4 separate regions of the Mus musculus genome follow, and all the other regions are linked to region 3. The links are chromatin contacts, called in public HiChIP or PLAC-seq and promoter capture Hi-C maps. All regions are on one chromosome and are shown on one strand. Each heading gives the region's core, a stretch centred on a gene start, on an enhancer-like site or on the middle of the called end of the contact. The rest is flanking DNA. Distances are from core to core; before and after follow the strand shown.

Region 1 (2,700 bases), core at 25-2,524, 370 kb after region 3:
GTTCTAAGAGAATATGAAATTCTACCCTCTTAGCCTTAGGTTGACCAGTATGTCTACCTGACTCCACTAGGACTACATCTAGAGCGGGGTGGGGGTGGGGGTGGGGGAAGGCGGGCAGCCCGAGTGCAAGGGTGGAGTGGAAGGGGAGCATAAAGAACACGGGAGATAGAAAACTGGCTAGTATTCCGACTCTGAAGCCCTCTCCCATGTGATCTTGCCGAATATGATAATCTGTGTTAACGTCTGAAGTCACTTAGAAAATATAAATGGTATCTGTCGCCAGCGATGATAGTGAAGATGGACTCAGTGGGCTGCTGGATTTGGATCTGTGGCAACATTGAAGACATGATTGCCACTGGTTCCAAGTGGAAGCCTTCATTCCCTGGCCTCACCACCACAGCAGTCAAAGGCTGGTTCGACCTCACTGAGGCAATCAACCCCTACAGGCCTCTGTCTACTCCCGTGAGAGATGACTCATGAGCTTGGGCTTTTGCTCCGCTGCCTCGCAGTGTGTTCATTCACTGAGCTCGCATCGAGCGTCTACTTCTGTATGTGAGTCTGGGCAGAGGAAGTGTAACTATGCTGACATGTATTCAGTTGCAATCTGCCTCGCAGGCAGCTCTCCTCCACTTGTAGTTGTTCCCTAAGCTGAGTTTTGTTTGTTTTTTCTCGGTTTTACTGCTTAACCACTCCCGGGGGATCAGAGGCTTCCCCAAAACAGAGCACCGGAGGTCTCCATCATCTTTGCTCATTTCTGGGTCCAGGGGTAAAGATCCCGAGGCCCTAACCCCACTCTCTTAACTGGCGCTGTTAAGGAAGGAGACAAGGAGTGTTGGCGGGAATCGCGCCGGAGCACTGGAGGCGCCAGTAAGCCAAGCCGCTTCTTTAAGTAAATCAGCGGCTCAGTCGGCCCCGCCCCTCCGGGACATCCCGCCCCCTTCATCCAGGCCCCGCCTTTACTAAGAACTGCCCTCCCCCAGCTCGAGGCACAGCCCCTACTTGCTCCAACCTCATATTGACCACGCTCATTTGAGCACACCCCGCCCACTTTTGCCCCAGTATCGTCTAGGCCCCGCCTCTCCGACAAAGACTCCGCCTTGAGAGTGCGATTCCGCCCCCGGTCCCTACGCCCCAGCCTGAGCTTGACCCGCCTCTTCCTCGCTCCGCCCCCAGCTTTGGCCCCGCCCCTCCCGCGGTCTCTGCTTGCGCTCCGCCCTCCTGGAGCCCGCTGTTTGCGCCCCGGCCCCGCCCGCGCTCGCGCCCCGCCCCGGCCCAGACCACCTCTGCGCCCGCTGGCGGGGGCCGAGCGCTCTGGGCTGTCGCGGCGTCTGGGCACCTCACCACCTCTGCTGCCTCGATCGCTGAGGCCGCGGTACCGGGAGTCGCGCGCGCCCCCGGCCGGGTGAGCCCCACAGGACAAGAGAACCGCAGGACCCGTGGGGCGCCATGCGAGCCAGGTAGGAGCCTAGGGTCGGACGGCGCACCCTATCCCCGCGCGCGCTGTGGCTTTGGGCAGCATCCCGGGCTCTGGGGCGCGGCTAGCCTGGAGCAGCTCCGAGCCCCTTGAGCTCCCGGTTCCCTGCCCTCTGTGGTCACAGCCCGACCTGGGCTGCGGATCGTGGTCGCTAGGGCCCGGGGCGCGGGGAGGGCGGAGGGGGTCGCGGCGCCACCCGCGCGGTTCTGAGAAGGAGCGAAGAGAGCGCGGCTTTGGGTTAAACTTGGTGACAATGCACATTTCAACTTCTTCGGAGAGCCCTCCTGGAGGATGAAATTGAAAACTCCAGTTTCTGTCTTGGTGATCGAGTGACCGCGCAGCCCCGAGGTGACAGCGCTGGGGTGTGCGGGTGGGAGCGGTTAGGATAGAGGAGCGTTGTTCTGCAAGTGCTGTTTACCGTGAAGCCGCCCTGCGCCGCCCAGTGTGTCTTGTTAGAGGGTTTGGGGGCCAGGAGGCTCCCAGCTGGGATCTGGCGTTGTAGTATGCAGGTTTGGGGGGCTTAGCGGTGCGGACTGTGGGGCTGGCTGGCGCTGGCCCTTCCCGGGTGTGGGGCGCCTGCAGATGCCGCGCGGGAGGAGTGGCGGAGAGCTGGCTGGCCGCTCTGCGTGCGCAGAAGGTTGTGGAGCCTCGTGGAGCTATGAGATTTGAAAGGGAATACCATGCTGGGCTTTATTCGTGTTTATTCTTCCCTTGTTAGTGCATCAGATTGGTGTTCTGTGATTTAGCAGCAGAAATAAAGTTCGTATAACTTTTGCTCTGATTATAAAAGCAATGAGTGTCCAGAGCGGAAATAAACACGAGATCTACGCCGATCCCACATTCGTTGGGGGTGGGGGGTGGGGATGTCGCAGCCTTGTAGATTTAATCATTGAATTATACCTGGCGCCTTCTTGCCTAACCTCAAGAAAACCCTTGCTTGAAACCCTTGATTGTCTCGTGCCCAAAGTTTGGAATTTTTGACCTGCCTTACCACAAAGGCTGTTTCTGATAGTTATGAGTACCCTTTTGATGTACTGGGGTTTCCCATGAGATGGTGGGTACAGATGGAGAGAATGGTGGTGGGAGGGCCGAAACCTCAGCCCAGTCCGTGGTTTTGGTACCGAGCCTTGTAAAAATGACAGTAATGATTCTCAATCTGCTTCCTGGGCCAACCATAAAAATTAATGGGTGGTTTGCAGAGCGTTTTTGGCATCCTTAGATGGACA
Region 2 (2,700 bases), core at 199-2,698, 310 kb after region 3:
TCTTTCCTTCAAAGAGAGGGTGCAATTGGGAGGTGACACCTACTACACAAATGGAATCAAGTCAGAATAGAGGTGAGGCCAGGGGACCCAATGTGGTATTCAGAAAATCAGAGCCTAAATCAGAGATTAGCACGCTCTGTAGACAGAGTGGGGGACTGGGCACTGGACTAAAATTAACAGGCAGAGGAGAGCACCTGGCAGGAAGCCCCCACTCCAAGACACCTTTAGCATAGCCAAAATTACCTCAAAAACACAGAGGATCTCCCTAGCACTGCGCCTGGTCAGCCAGACAAGGTCAGACAGGCATCCCAGAAAACATGTGGAAAACACTGACCAATCAGCACCGACTGGAGGAGAAACAAGAAAAATAAGTTGAAATCTACCATAACCAGAAAACACACTAAGGATCTAGCAATAACAATAGAGGTGCTTTATTAAGAAAATATGTTTCTCCTGGCTGTGAGTTCAGGATATGATGATCTAGGGAGGGTTGTATCAGGGAATAAAATGGAAACCAGAAGAGGAGACCTGGTATGGACCTTCAGCCTATGGGCAAACACAGTTGAGTGCACACCTCATGTATATACCATATACAGACACACATAAAATCAAATTGAAAGGTTTAATTAGATTCCATATATAAAAACGAAGTGAAGGCAAAAGCTTAATTCTCAGGCACAGACAGACTCTCTGGAGGATAGGGAGGAAATAGTTAAAGGAGGGGGGTTGGAGGGGAAGACAGCAGGTAAACAGGCTATTGTATGCTCTGAAAACGCCTTCTCAGCCATCACACACCTGCTCAGGATCAGCACAGGCAGCCGTTAAACTTGGACCATTTTGGAGAGAAACACAAGGGAGCCAACTACCGTCCCCTCCCAGACCTCCAATTAAGCGTGGCATCTGCTGAGTCATGAGGTCAGAGCACTCCTCCAAGCAAAAGTGCAGACACCGCCCAAAGTACCTGCGTGCCTGGGAGCTGTGGAAACTAGGAGAGGCACGGGGCGGTTTCTGTGACCAAGCCTGGGCAGGATATAAAAACTCAGCACAGAAGCAGGTCTAACGCGCAGGCAAGGAAGCTTCTGGAAGCCGGATAGGAAAGACATTTCTCCGAGTTGCATTAAGGAAAAACCAACCCCTACCCTCACCCTTGCCCCTGTCTGTCTCTGTCTCTCTAATTTCTGACAATAAAACATTTTCTCTGATTCGACAAGTTTTCTCCCTTCTTTACAGTTCTGCCTGGCTTTCTTTTGCTATGATAAAAACCAAAACTAAAAGCAACTTGGAAGTGAAAGGGTCTGTTCCCCTTACCTCTCTGCGGTTCCCAGTTTTGCTTCTGATTTCAAAGCGGTTACTCCACCCCCAACCTGAAACTCAGTGTTCCGATGTTCCTTCTCTGTTCCTGAATAAGGAAGCCTCGTGGTGCCAAGTCTAGGTGTGGACTCTTAACTGAGGCCATTTTGTTCTAGTGACCCTGGAGGGCGAACTCCATCTTTAACTCAAAAAACATCTGTCTTTCTTCGTCTCCCTTTTGGTTTCGACCTCCTGAAGTGCACGAGGTCTCCCCCTCTCCGGGCTGCTCACACCTCTTCCCTTCCTTTCCCCTCCATCTCTTTTTCAGACCATTGGCTTCTATCTCAGTAGCGGGGATGTTTCTCAGGCTCCTGGTCTACTCAGCCAGCAGCGCTCCATTTCTTCAGCATCAGATATGGTACTCACTGCCTTCCCATGCCCACGGTCCTCAACTCCAGCTCCTTGGCGGCTTTCCCACTCAGGAACCCTCTGTGGGTTCCCTCCCCTCCTCAGCAAACACTCTTGTTTTTTGTTTTTTGTTTTTTGTTTTTTCTGAAATTGCAGGTGACTTTCTATCCCTAATTCTTAGAGGCAGCAGGCTCTGGTGGTTCACTGTCAAGAAACTAGATGGATTCTGACACATGTGATCTAAGTTCCTTCCTTTAAGTGCCTTCTGGACTCCGTGAAATTTAAAGGCAAGTAAAACAAATAAATTTTCCCAGGCCACCTCAGACATATGTATCCTGTAGAGACCAGTGAGGGAGATGGAGCCTCGCTATAGTGACCCAGGGCATCGTCTAATAGAGATTTTTTGTGCTGGATTTCTTCTCACGCCCACAGCCAGCGCTAGAACACAATAACCAAAATATCTTGATTCATCCAAAAATAATCTTCACCTCAAAAGCCATTTTTAATTGGCAGATAAAATTGTATAAATTATCATGTACTGCATGCCATTCCAAAGTATATACACATTGTGCAATGAATAATTTGGTTAATTAATGTATGTGTTGTTTTGCATAGTTAGTATTTGAAGTGAGACTATATAAACTCTTAGCATTTTCTGAGAACATAATATGTATATTAACTATTACTATACTGGTGCTGTAGCGTGTGGTAAGTCTCTTGAAGTTACTCTTTATGTCCAATCATGTTTGTCTTCCTCCACTGACACTCCCCAAAGTTCCTCCTTCAACAATCCAGTCACCGTTCTACTCTTTCTCTGTCTCTCTCTGTCTCTGTCTCTCTCTATATGTGTGTGCATGTGCGTGTGTGTGTGTGTGTGTGTGTGTATTGAACTCATATTTTTTAGATTCCACACATCACTGAGGTCATGATGTATTTGCCTTTCTTTGTCTAACCTCTTCATATACCATAATGTCAGGTTCATTTAAATTGTCTCAAATGTTA
Region 3 (2,700 bases), core at 92-2,591:
TCCTCTGAGCTGGGGTGGGGGGGTGGGGCAGGTGACGAGATGGGTGGCTATGCAGCCTCCACACCCGGCTTAAGTCTCCAAGTCCTGTATTTGGATACAGAGATCGTGTTTTAAAAATTCGAATCATCGCTTTGGTTCGTTGTCTTTGTTCGCGGGTTCTCGCTCAACCCAGACGTCCATTCATTCACTCACTGGCTTGCTCGCTCAGCCTTGCTCCAGATCGCTGCTCTAGCGCATTACCGCTTCTTCTTCTGCTTGAGAGACTTCCTGCGTTTCAGGATCATCTCATAGAGCTTGTCCATGCCCTCGGTGAGGCCCTCGCCGATGATGGCGCACGCCGGCTGGACATGGTAGGTGGTGGCCGGGATGAGCTCGTGCAGCGCCAGTTGCTTCTCAATCTCGGCCACCGGCAGCGACTTAGGCAGATCCTGCTTGTTGGCGATAACCAGGAGCGGTGTGCCCTGGTTCTCCGCAAACTTGGTCACCTTGTGCAGCTCCGTCTTGGCCTCCTCCAGCCGGTCCACGTCCACCGAATCCACCACGTAGATGATGCCGTCCGTGCAGCGGCTGTAGGACTTCCACAGCGGCCGTAGCTTCTCCTGGCCGCCCACGTCCCAGAAGTGGCAGCTGATGCCCTTGGCAGTGCCGTTGCTCAGTTTGATCTTCTCGGTGTTGAAGCCGATAGTGGGCACAGTGTTCACGAATTCGTTGAACTTGAGCCGGTAGAGCACCGTAGTCTTGCCGGCCGAGTCCAAGCCCAGCATAACGATGTGCAGAGACTGGAAGGCCGAGATGTTGGAGGAGATGTTGCCCATGGCTCCTCGCTGCGGCGCCGGCCACTGCGACTGCGGCTGCGGCGGGAGGGCGCCGCCCCCCGAGCAGTCACAGGCCCTCTGCGGCCGGGCGCACCTGGGCCCCGCCCGTTGCTGGACCCGGTGGGGTCTCGGCGTCCCCGCGGCGCACGGCCAGGCGCGCTTAGGCTCGGAGGGGCCGGCTCCCTGGCCCGCCTGGTGCGTGCTCCGCGGGCATCTTTCTCCGGAGGCTTTGTCTCTCGCGCAGCCGCCACGGACAGACGCCGCGGTGTAGGATGTCTGCGCCTTGCGCGGTAGCCCGGCTCGACCTGCGGCTCTCCCGCACCGCGGCTCTGCAGCAGCCTCTGGTCTCGGCGCACCTCGGAGCTGCTCTAGCTCCGGCTCCCGGGAGCGCCGCAAAGGCGCAGGCGGGGCGCGGGCTTCCCCGGCGTCCGAGTTAGCGTAGCTGCCTTGCTGTCCCTGCAGTACTAGGCGCTGCTGCTACCGCCGCCGCCGCCACCAGCCTGCTGCGGCCGGAGGGCGCCGGCCCCGCCCCTCTAGTCCCGCCCACAGGCCACGCCCCTCGCCCGCCACGCCCCGCGGTCTCCCGGGGTCAGGCGGGGTCTTCTCGGTCGGTTGCGTCTTTTCGCGCGCTCCGATCGTTCGAAACTCGCCCAGGCGACCCTTCCCGCCGGCCGCGCGCCGACTGTGGGCCTGGACGCGGACTCTTCCTCCCCAATCCGGTGACGCGTCTTTTAAAAATAGCTCCGGGCTCCGGAACCCCCGCCCGGGGCCTAGCCCGCAGCTGGCCGGGCAAAGGCAGCGACTGCAGAGGGCTAGGGCGGTGAGACTGCGGCACCGACGCAGGAGGGCGGAGGAGAGGAGCTGACCTCCTTGAGCCTGCAGCCCTGCTGCTGCCCACTCCTAATCCATTTCCACCGCGTGGTTTCACGCTCTTTGGTGCCCTAGTGTCTTGGTCCCTATTCTTCCTTGATGCGTATGCTCCCTAAGTCTAGGGTGTGCCCAGGAGGCTCAGTTAAGACTACCTACCACCCACCTGCCTAGATAACTCCAGACATTTCTTTCTCAGACACCCATTTTGGAGCCTTGCTTTATGCTTCCCCACCCCTTCCCCACCCCCTCCACTCTGCTGACATCCCAGATTAGGTTAGTCTTAAAGCAACCTTTGTCATTCTACCTTGAGAACCTACCAGGGATGGGGTGAGGGTAGGGGATGGGGGAGGTCCAAATCACCTGACCAGGCTTCAGGAAAGCTAGGTCACTAGAAGACCCTAGCTAGCTTGGAGCTGGTGGTGTGATGAGTCACAAATACATATTTTCTGGGTTCCATTTCGTGACTCCATTCAGTGGTTTTATCCTACCTTGTAAAACGTAGCAAATGAATATTATTTCTGCATGTGGAGGGAAGTCGGGGGGGGGGTGATTATGAGTGACACAGGTTTGATGATGATGGGAACTAGAGATGACAGCCAAGGGGAAAATGGTTTACATTTGTGTAGGTCAGGCTTCTGGGTCAGAAAAGGTTGCAAATGTAATCCAGGGAAAGAAAATAAAAATGCTTATCATTTGTGATCTTAAAAATTATATATATACACACACACACAGAGAGAGAGAGAGAGAGAGAGAGAGGAACCTTCCTTTCTAATGCTGTTATAATACATGATTTCATTTGTACTAAAGCCTGTGAGAAAAATCACACCTGTTCAATTCCATCTTTTAATTCTCACAACTCCAAAAGCCAGTCTAGGCTTCCACCAGCTAGACTCAAGCCCAGGGACTGGTGATGGATGTTGGTGCTGGCAAGGTCCACTCAGATTACCTGTCCAGCTTGCTAGAGGAGGAAATTTAGGTCTGTGTGCTGGTACTTGCTAAGGGGACCTCAGTGCAG
Region 4 (2,700 bases), core at 72-2,571, 340 kb after region 3:
TGTTCTTTCTGTCAACAGGAGTTTCCAGTAAGACCAGGAGGGCCTGTCCTTGATTTCATTTCCTTCCTATAGTCAGTCTTTCTACTTCTTTGATATGAGTTCATTATGTAATGTAGATGTCATGTATAATAGCACTTGTCTGTCACTCAAAACACATATTGAAAAACAAAGGACAACTTCCTGGACCCCATTCATGTCTACCTGCGTGAGATATGAACAGCAGGATGCAGCAGCAATCCTGCTGGGAGAAGGTGGATGATGAAGATAATGAAGAAGAAAAGGAAGAAGAAGAGGAAGAGGAGGAAAGATAAATGATAGAAGATAGATAGATAGATAGATAGATAGATAGATAGATAGATAATAGGTAATATATAGATGATAGGTAGATAGATACATGATAGATAAGACTGATAATAGATGACAGATGATAGATGATAGGTAAATGATAGAAAAATAGATGATAGATAAAGATGATAAATAGATAGTAGGGATAGATTATCTTAATATCTGTGGAAGAGAGTATCATTCGACCTTTACAAAAGAGATGCTGTATCCAACATAGATGAAGATAAACAGAAGACAGCACACTCAGTAAAATAAGGCAGGGAAACGAAAATGACTACATATTCTCACGATGTGTAGATGTAAGCAAAGTCTAATACTTAAAGAGGAAGGCCGTGGTTATCAGGGCTGGGGGGGGGGGGGCATTTGTCACTAAGCCTAAGGACTGAGTTTTATCCCTGAATCCACATGGTGGAAAGAGAGAACCAACTCGTCCTACAAGGCATCCCCTGGCTTCCACCCACAAAAAATACATAAATAAACATACATCATTTTGTTTTAAAAAATGTGACTATCAGGGACAAGGGGAGAAAAAGATAAAAGAGATAAGTAGCTGCCTATAGCAACAGGAACTGGTCTGGACATCATAGGCTCAGCTCAAGAACCATATTTTAATGTTGTATGGATACCAAAAATTCACTGAGAGAGATGAATTTAAATTGCTCTTACAATACATGTCTCATGGAGATGCCTGGCGACAGTAACGGATTCTCTGCACTTTCTAAGTATCCAGCCCCAAACACCAATAAGAAAAAGGAAAGCCCTTTGCTTTTCAGAACTGTGCTTGGTAATGTTTTTAACTTTCCAGACCTGTCGAGGGGGAATGGTGCAAGTGGTGTCGCTCTGGAAACAAGCTACAAGCACAGTAGTACTTCACCCGATTCTTTGTTTGGCTGTGACCACCATCAGCAAGACAACAAGCTTCCTCCCACACTCCTCGTCCCCAGCCACAGCTGGGAATTCCCCAGAGAAGCTGATGAGATCATGTACAGACTCCAGTTTCCTGTGGTGATTTGGGACTTAAATGTCCACACAGAATGCACAGGGCTCCTGTCCCAGCTGGGGCTCCAAGTAAAACTGTGAAGGTTTCATGGGTTTCTTTTTCCTTTAGGGCTCAACTCTATGAGAAAAGAATCTCAATCTTGGAGTGACCTTTGTCATATCAGAGCGTGTAGTAGGTCCATACCTCCCTGGAATGGGACTACACCTAAGGATAATTGAGAGATTCAGACCTCCATCTGTGTCTGCACACAGTGTGACCATCTCATCCTGATTTGTCTGGAATATGTTTGAGAACTGAATTAGACTTGAGAAAACTAGCATATGGGTTATGTTCCAGGGTTGGGCACCCTGTCTGTATTTTCTATGTCCTTTGTTCTCTACCCTAGAGACCTCTGAGTTGCGGGCGAGAGATGTTACCACCTCTCCTCTTGAAGACATCTGAGTACCTCAAACAGCCTCACTCCTCCATTCAGAAATCTATATGGAGCTGGTGTCTAGCTCAGTGGTAGAATATGCACTTTGCATGTCCTCGGTTTGGTTCCCACCAACAAAATATGAAGAAAAACTTAAATCAGCATGGGCAATCCTATCCCCTCGAGAAGTCTTCTGACATTGTTTAAGAGTCTGCAGTAACCAAGCCAGGCTCCCCTGGATGGGAGGTCTCCTCAGACATAACCAAAATGACCTGTCTCCCAAAACCCATCTCCAAATACAGGTCAACGGAACAGGGCAACGCCTGGCCAAGCATTGTAAGACGTGGTAAATACAGACACACTTCCTGCTTCCTCCACCTGACTGGACAACTTCCCAGTCCCCTGCAGCAGCTGTGTGCTGCCTGAAGTGTTTTGTCCCCTTTCAGAGCTTTGCACTGTACTTCATGGCTGTACTTCTTTCTAAAAAAAAAAGAAAAAAAGCCTCTCTAGAAAGAGCATGGTCAATGGATGTGTTGAAAGGACCCCACTCCACACCTATTACAAAGGCTGGAGGTGGCAGTGTTGGAAAAAAGGAGCCCTGGCAGAATTGTGAGGCCAGTCTGTTTCCTTAGAAAGTTGTTTTAGGACTTTCTTACAAGCCAAACATCTCTCTCCCCTTTGTTCCCACAAATCTACTGCTACGTAAACTCTACCCACAGTAAGCAGAAGCACCGTGTTCACAAAGGACACATAGAAAAGCATTCGTAGCACCTTTAATCATAACAACCCAGACAGGAAAATAGAAAATGACTCAAATATCCATTACCAGGAAAATCAAGAGAAGAAACCAAACCCGGCAGTGTTTCCTACTGTACCCAGTGACTGCTACACTTAACTATAGGGAAAGACAAAGGTCTGACTCAGACAGCAACCTGGATGACTC

What was found. Promoter capture Hi-C pulls out the DNA fragments that hold promoters and counts their contacts. HiChIP or PLAC-seq counts read pairs in DNA pulled down with a chosen protein or histone mark.
Region 1: a FOXA1 HiChIP or PLAC-seq map of pancreatic cancer cells shows a contact between it and region 3. The contact joins the promoter of Sh3bp4 here to the promoter of Arl4c in region 3. A contact is called at or near these places in 12 of 39 promoter capture datasets (the 3T3-L1 cell line, embryonic stem cells, frontonasal cranial neural crest and 7 more), 1 of 15 datasets of contacts at CTCF or cohesin (the NIH/3T3 cell line), 6 of 484 Hi-C or Micro-C datasets (the MNK3 cell line, embryonic stem cells and regulatory T cells), 17 of 115 datasets of contacts at active chromatin or transcription factors (DN3 thymocytes, the NIH/3T3 cell line, T-cell acute lymphoblastic leukemia and 13 more) and 3 of 9 other capture datasets (adipose tissue, embryonic stem cells and liver).
Region 2: a contact with region 3 is called in a promoter capture Hi-C map of liver, with 9 times the contacts expected there. The contact joins the promoter of 1700067G17Rik here to the promoter of Arl4c in region 3. A contact is called at or near these places in 8 of 39 promoter capture datasets (the 3T3-L1 cell line, the SN4741 cell line, embryonic stem cells and 4 more) and 1 of 115 datasets of contacts at active chromatin or transcription factors (bone marrow-derived dendritic cells).
Region 4: an H3K27ac HiChIP or PLAC-seq map of bone marrow-derived dendritic cells shows a contact between it and region 3, with 13 times the contacts expected there. The contact joins the enhancer-like site here to the promoter of Arl4c in region 3. A contact is called at or near these places in 7 of 39 promoter capture datasets (embryonic stem cells, epiblast stem cells, hippocampal neurons and 2 more) and 2 of 115 datasets of contacts at active chromatin or transcription factors (bone marrow-derived dendritic cells and pro-B cells).

Annotation. Positions count from the first base shown.
Region 1 is chr1:89,069,141-89,071,840 of GRCm38.p6, forward strand. It overlaps Sh3bp4 (SH3-domain binding protein 4), which reads left to right and starts at 1,275. Exons shown (of 6, transcript NM_133816.3): 1 at 1,275-1,457.
Region 2 is chr1:89,014,665-89,017,364 of GRCm38.p6, forward strand. It overlaps 1700067G17Rik (RIKEN cDNA 1700067G17 gene), which reads left to right and starts at 1,449. Exons shown (of 3, transcript NR_040471.1): 1 at 1,449-1,708; 2 at 1,882-1,985. It overlaps Gm34194 (a long non-coding RNA gene), which reads right to left and starts at 1,514. Exons shown (of 9, transcript XR_003947921.1): 1 at 1,309-1,514.
Region 3 is chr1:88,700,850-88,703,549 of GRCm38.p6, forward strand. Arl4c (ADP-ribosylation factor-like 4C) reads right to left here and starts at 1,342. Exons shown (of 1, transcript NM_177305.4): 1 at 1-1,342. The coding sequence starts at 815. The coding sequence ends at 237.
Region 4 is chr1:89,040,175-89,042,874 of GRCm38.p6, forward strand. No RefSeq gene overlaps it. Among named protein-coding and RNA genes, the nearest start is that of Gm34194, 25 kb to the left of the region's middle. Within about 2 kb of position 1,322, at least 63 of the 459 cell types and tissues checked have an H3K27ac peak or open chromatin away from gene starts, as enhancers often do. A contact at or near this core is called in bone marrow-derived dendritic cells, where this site is marked.